Linked DNA regions of Zea mays: region 1 is linked to region 2. The links are chromatin contacts, called in public Hi-C maps. All regions are on one chromosome and are shown on one strand. The core of a region is the stretch at or near the end of the contact, and the rest is flanking DNA. Distances in the headings are between cores, read along the strand shown. Region 1 holds the start of opr3 (12-oxophytodienoate reductase3). Region 2 holds the start of LOC100283578.

Region 1 (2,793 bases), core at 115-2,614, 240 kb after region 2:
TATATTCAAATGGATGTAGTATCGATCTCGATCGTGCAGTAACCGTGATTAAATCGATCATCCACACAATTAAACTTGAGCAGCTAAGTCTTCGCTGTCGTCCCTAAGGAAAGGGTAGTCTGTATAGCCAACAACAGGGTCTTGTGTATAAAAGGTGGAACGATCATACTTGTTCAGGATCTCGTCTACCTCGAACCTTTTAGGCAGGTCTGGGTTGGCCAAGAACAGCCTTCCGTATGCGACGAGGTCCGCGTAGCCTTCGGCGACCACCTTGTTCCCTTTTTCCCTGTCGTACCCGCCCGCGGCGATGAAGGTGCCATTGAAGGCCGCCTTGAACGGCAGGAGTCCATGCGGAATCTGCCTACGGTCGTCGACGATGGCCATTCGCGGCTCCACCATGTGGCAGTACAGAAACCCCTCGTGCCTGTTGAGCTGTTCCACCATGTAGTGACCTAGCGCCAAGGGGTTGGAATCCGCACAGTTCAAGTAGTCCGCGAACGGGGAGAGCCTGATGCCAACCCGGCTCGCGCCGATTTCACGGACGAGAGCGTCCACGACCTCGACCACGAAGCGGCACCGGTTCTCGACGCTGCCGCCGTACTCGTCGGCGCGGTCGTTGGCGCCGTCCTTCATGAACTGCTCCAGGAGGAACCCGTGCGCTCCGTGGATCTCCACGCCGTCGAACCCGGCCTCGATCGCGTTGCGCGCGGCGCGCCTGAAGTCGTCGACGATCCCCGGGACCTCGTCGGCGCGCAGCCGGCGTGGCCTGGAGAACACCGTGCCGGACTCGGCGTCGGGTGGGAGCTGCGCGTCCGTGCTCGAGACCGGCGCCTGGCCGTCCGGCTGGAAATCTGCCAGTGTGGTTCACAGAAGGATCAGCAACGGCCGCCGGGACCACTCGAACGAGCTGACTCGCGCTTAATTTGCCGCCACGTACGTAGGTACGTACCGTTGGTGGATGCCCTTCCGACGTGTGCGATCTGGCAGAAGAAGAGCGCACCCTTGCGGTGGACGGCGTCGACGATGGGCTTCCACGCCGCCACCTGCTCCTGCGTCCAGATGCCGGGGGACCCCGGGAAGCCCTGCGCGGTGGCGGACACCCCCGTGCCCTCGGTGATGAGCACGCCGCCCCTGCTGGCGCGCTGCGAGTAGTACACGGCGGCGTGCGGCTGCGGCACGTCCCCGATGGCGCGGCACCGCGTCATCGGCGCCAGCACCACGCGGTGGGAGAGCTCCAGCTGCCCCATCTTGTACGGGGTCATCAGCGGGATCACTTCCTGTTCTTGTTCTTGGTGCCCCATCTTAGCTTGCACACTACTCAAATTGCTACCTTTACTTGATCTGCTCTGCTGCTTGCTTGTTTGCGCGTGCCAAAGCTATTTCTATTCGGTTATGCTCTACCCAGGCCTGGCCTTCCAATGGGGATTTATACGTTTTGATTCGAAGATAGTGCTCCAACCAATAGCTCATTGCCTCTGGCGGCGACCAGCCATTATTATTTCTCTTTTTACTCGGCTTCCCCTGCTCCAGTGTCCACAGGCCGTCGGAAATCGTCACCACTTTCGTCATCCACTAGTTTGTTATTTGCTGTGGCCTTTGACGGACGAACGGAAGGTGGTTGTGGATGCAGTGCGGACTGCTGACTCTGAAGCGCCAATCATCAGGAGAAGACCGAGTAGAGACAGATACTACGTAATGCGACACGTACACATCTTCCTTGGCGGATCATCTGTGCGGACCGTGCGGCTAGGACAATGTTGGATTTATGCGTTTCATCTAATTGAAAAATTCAATTAAATCTTAGAAAAATTACAAAAAAACCAATGTATGGCAAGAGAGGTAGCTATCCGATCGCGACATTATCGGATCACGAACAGATCGGATCGTGAGCTTATCGGTTCGTGGACGTAGCTCTATATAAGGCAGCCCATGCCAGAGACCATCCCATCCAAACCACGAATTAGGTTTTGCCTCTGCTTACTGCTGCGCTGTCACTGTGGTCTTGTTCGTCCTAAGCGCCAGCGTGCATCTGCGACCGGGAGAGCAGATCTCCGGAACCCGTCGTCTTTGAGATCCTGCACCAGTAGACGACAAATAAAGTTTTTGGGAAGCGTCTTCATGCGACTGCTCGCATTCTTCTCGTCGACCCTACCGCTGACGTCGTTGACCCTGCTGCTTCGACATCGTCGACCCTGCTGCATCGACGCTGTCGACCTACTGCTTCCACTTGCGTCGTCTACTAGTATGTCTGATTAGTACGTATTATCTGATTTGACCTCATACTTCAGTTTATTTGTTATGTTAGAGGTGTGTTGTCTTTTATGATTAGCCTATTAGGTAACCTGTTAGGTTACATGTGGTGGAATAGACACCTAGACTAATTATTGTTGGTCATAATTTATATTCGTGATTTAATATGGAAAATGTCTAGTTTTTCAATAGGCAAAGCATCTATAACACTCATTATAGTCTTTACCGAGTGTAGCACTCGACAAAGAGGACTCGGTGAATTGTTTATCAGCAATGGATTCTTTGGCGATTATTTTATATCGAACACTTAGCAAAGAAAAGTTGTCGTGAAGGTGAAGGAGCCTTTGCCGAGAGCCAGGCCAGCAGACACTCCGCAAAGGGAGATCTAGTGGGCCCCATGTCCGTTTCTATACCGAGTGTGCGGGCTGACACTCGGTAAAGACAGAGCCTTTGTCGAGTGCCAGGCCAGCAGACACTCGGTAAAGGGAGTTCCAATGCCCCCTATGGCAGTTTCTGTACCGAGTGTGAAGGTTGGCACTCGAC
Region 2 (2,700 bases), core at 175-2,674:
ACGGCGGGCGGCGATGGATTGGGTTGGGGTGGGGATGGAGCCGTCGAAAGAGATAGGGTTGAGGGCGACATGGTGTGAATCCCCGGGTATAGAAAGGTGGATTTACTGGACCGGGTGTGGGATACTGTAGGAGCGGTCGGTTTGCGATTCGACTCAGGGAGGGGAGGGAGGAGGCGTCAGGATGCATGAAAGCAAACGAACCAGATCCAGATCTCCTCTTGCGCGTAGACGACGAGATGAAGACCATTCCGGCCGCCGGGAGACGAGCAGGTTCCTTGAAGGGCCGCTCGGGCGCGTGGATTTGCTTTCCCGTTGTGGCCTCTTCGGCGGCCGCGGGATCCTCAATCAGCGGCGAGCCTCCTGCGGCTGGAAGGCGGAGAAGAGCGTGAGGGGATGTGGGGCTCCTGCGGCTGGAAGGCGGAGAAGAGGGTGAGGGGATGAGGGCGGATGCCGATCCGGAAGACGGCGGATTAGATTAGGGTTGCGAGTGGTTGGAGCGCTTGGGATGATTTGGGGGCGCAGTGGGGCGGATCCGATAGCTGGGCGCGGGTGTGGGATAAATCAATTTCTGCGTTTTTTCTAAAACGAATACAAAAGAAATGCTTGTATAACTAATCATAAAAGTTTTTTTTGTGGTACGTCTGGTTTACCTGGTCTACCTGGTCTTGAATGATTAGGGCTTTATCTAACTAGAGAGAGCCCAGGGCTCTAAATACATAAACTATATATATATATATATGGGAAATGTCTGCATCCGTTCCTAGATGAATCTTAACAGTTTCATGTGGGTTCTTAAGATAACTATGATAAGAATTCCAACCTAAATTAATATAATCGCGAACCTGCCATGCCGAACCGTTCGAACCACAAGGTCAAACCATCCGGTCGTTCAGGTGCCAAATTTAGTATTCCTTATATCTAAAAAATACAGTTCTTTCTATCAAAAAAGTTCGTCCATATTCATTCAAATTATAACGAATATAGACATACATGAAAACTACATTCATATATTACTTAATAAACATATTATTAGTCTAAAATAAATTATATTTTAGGACGGATGGAGTACATAACAAATTCATAATCCTTAAATCACATGTTTTCGGTGCGCTTATCAGTCAAGACTCAAAACGACACAAATAGGTAGAAGTGTGTCAAAGTGTCACTTGTTGGAACACTGACAAGCGGGAGTGTTCGACCGGCACCCCAAAAAAACGCTGCCGTTTTCATCCCGTGTACAGTGTGGTGGTCACGGGTCCGTGTGCGCGAGCATTATGGCGCTAGGCTGTGTACTTTGCTCTCCGGCGCCCACACTATCCTCTGACCGGTTGCGGGCCTCTTGTCGTCCCCCGACGGCAGCGGCTGCCGCCTGCCGCAGCACCACTTTATTGCCCCCGAGGCGACACCTGTCCCGTCGCGCACCTCGCCGCCGGGATCGTCTCCCTCAAAACCGCACCAACCCCCCCACCCCACCAACGCTCGAGCTCCACATCCCCCGGTGTTCCCCCTCCGCTCTCCTTCTTAACCCGTCCCACTGAACTGGATTTCCTCTCGCTATTGTGGTATACTGTAGCACGCCAGACGCAACTAGTCACGGTCACGGTCAAGCTCATTGCGAGCGGAGCGCCCTCCTGTCGCTTCTGCCGCCGCCGCCACCGCCGCCGCTCGGCTATAAAGTCGCCAGCTCTGTTCACCGCCGCTTTTCCTCTGCATCCGTCTGTGGTGCGGAATTGAATTCCGGTGGGATTTGGGAGCCGAGAGGAGAAGGCGGTAGGCGGGGATGGAGACACCGGGAGGGAGCGGGGCCCCGTCGCTGGCGCGGCAGGGCTCGGTGTACTCGCTAACGTTCGACGAGTTCCAGACCGCGCTCGGCGGCGCCAGCAAGGACTTCGGCTCCATGAACATGGACGAGCTGCTGCGCAACATCTGGACGGCCGAGGAGTCCAACGCCATGACCGCGGCCGCCCCGACCACGGCGGCCGCATCCATGGACGCGCATGGGCAGCATCAGCAGCAGGCCGGGGCGCCCATCCAGCGCCAGGGCTCCTTCACGCTGCCGCGCACGCTCAGCCAGAAGACGGTCGACGAGGTCTGGCGCGAGATCGTGGGCCTCACCGACGGGGAGGACGCGCAGGCGGTTGCGGCTCCCGCTCCCACGCCCGCGCACGCGCCGCTGCCGGCGCAGGCACAGCGGCAGCAGACGCTGGGGTCCATGACTCTGGAGGATTTCCTGGTACGCGCCGGCGTGGTTCGTGAGGACATGGGGCAGCAGACCCTCGTGCTGCAGCCGCACGCGCAGGGGCTTTTCTCCCAGGGGAATGCGGTCGCGCTCGCGCCGCAGACCATGCAGCTGGGGAACGGGGTGGTGACCGGGGTCGTCGGGCAGGGGCTCGGAGGAGGGATGACGGTGGCGGTGCCGACGACGCCGGTCGTGTTCAACGGGATGGGGAAGGTGGAGGCGGGGGATCTTTCGTCGCTGTCGCCGGTGCCGTATCCCTTCGACACTGCACTGAGGGTGAGGAAGGGACCGACCGTCGAGAAGGTGGTGGAGAGGAGGCAGAGGCGCATGATCAAGAACAGGGAGTCGGCAGCCAGGTCGCGCGCGAGGAAGCAGGTGGAGCCTTACTTCTTTCAGTGCACTGCTATGCGTGCTGTCCGTTAATCATACTGCACCTTTAGTTTAATTATAGTAAAAACTTG

Evidence for each region. A called contact is a pair of places that touch in the nucleus more often than the background predicts.
Region 1: a contact with region 2 is called in a Hi-C map of leaf, with 4 times the contacts expected there. The contact joins the promoter of opr3 here to the promoter of LOC100283578 in region 2. A contact is called at or near these places in 2 of 25 Hi-C or Micro-C datasets (both in leaf).

The regions. Positions count from the first base shown.
Region 1 is chr6:121,926,526-121,929,318 of Zm-B73-REFERENCE-NAM-5.0, forward strand. opr3 (12-oxophytodienoate reductase3) reads right to left here and starts at 1,365. Exons shown (of 2, transcript NM_001112360.1): 1 at 950-1,365; 2 at 1-851. The coding sequence starts at 1,301. The coding sequence ends at 70.
Region 2 is chr6:121,687,006-121,689,705 of Zm-B73-REFERENCE-NAM-5.0, forward strand. It overlaps LOC100283578, which reads left to right and starts at 1,425. Exons shown (of 4, transcript NM_001371950.1): 1 at 1,425-2,614. The coding sequence starts at 1,781.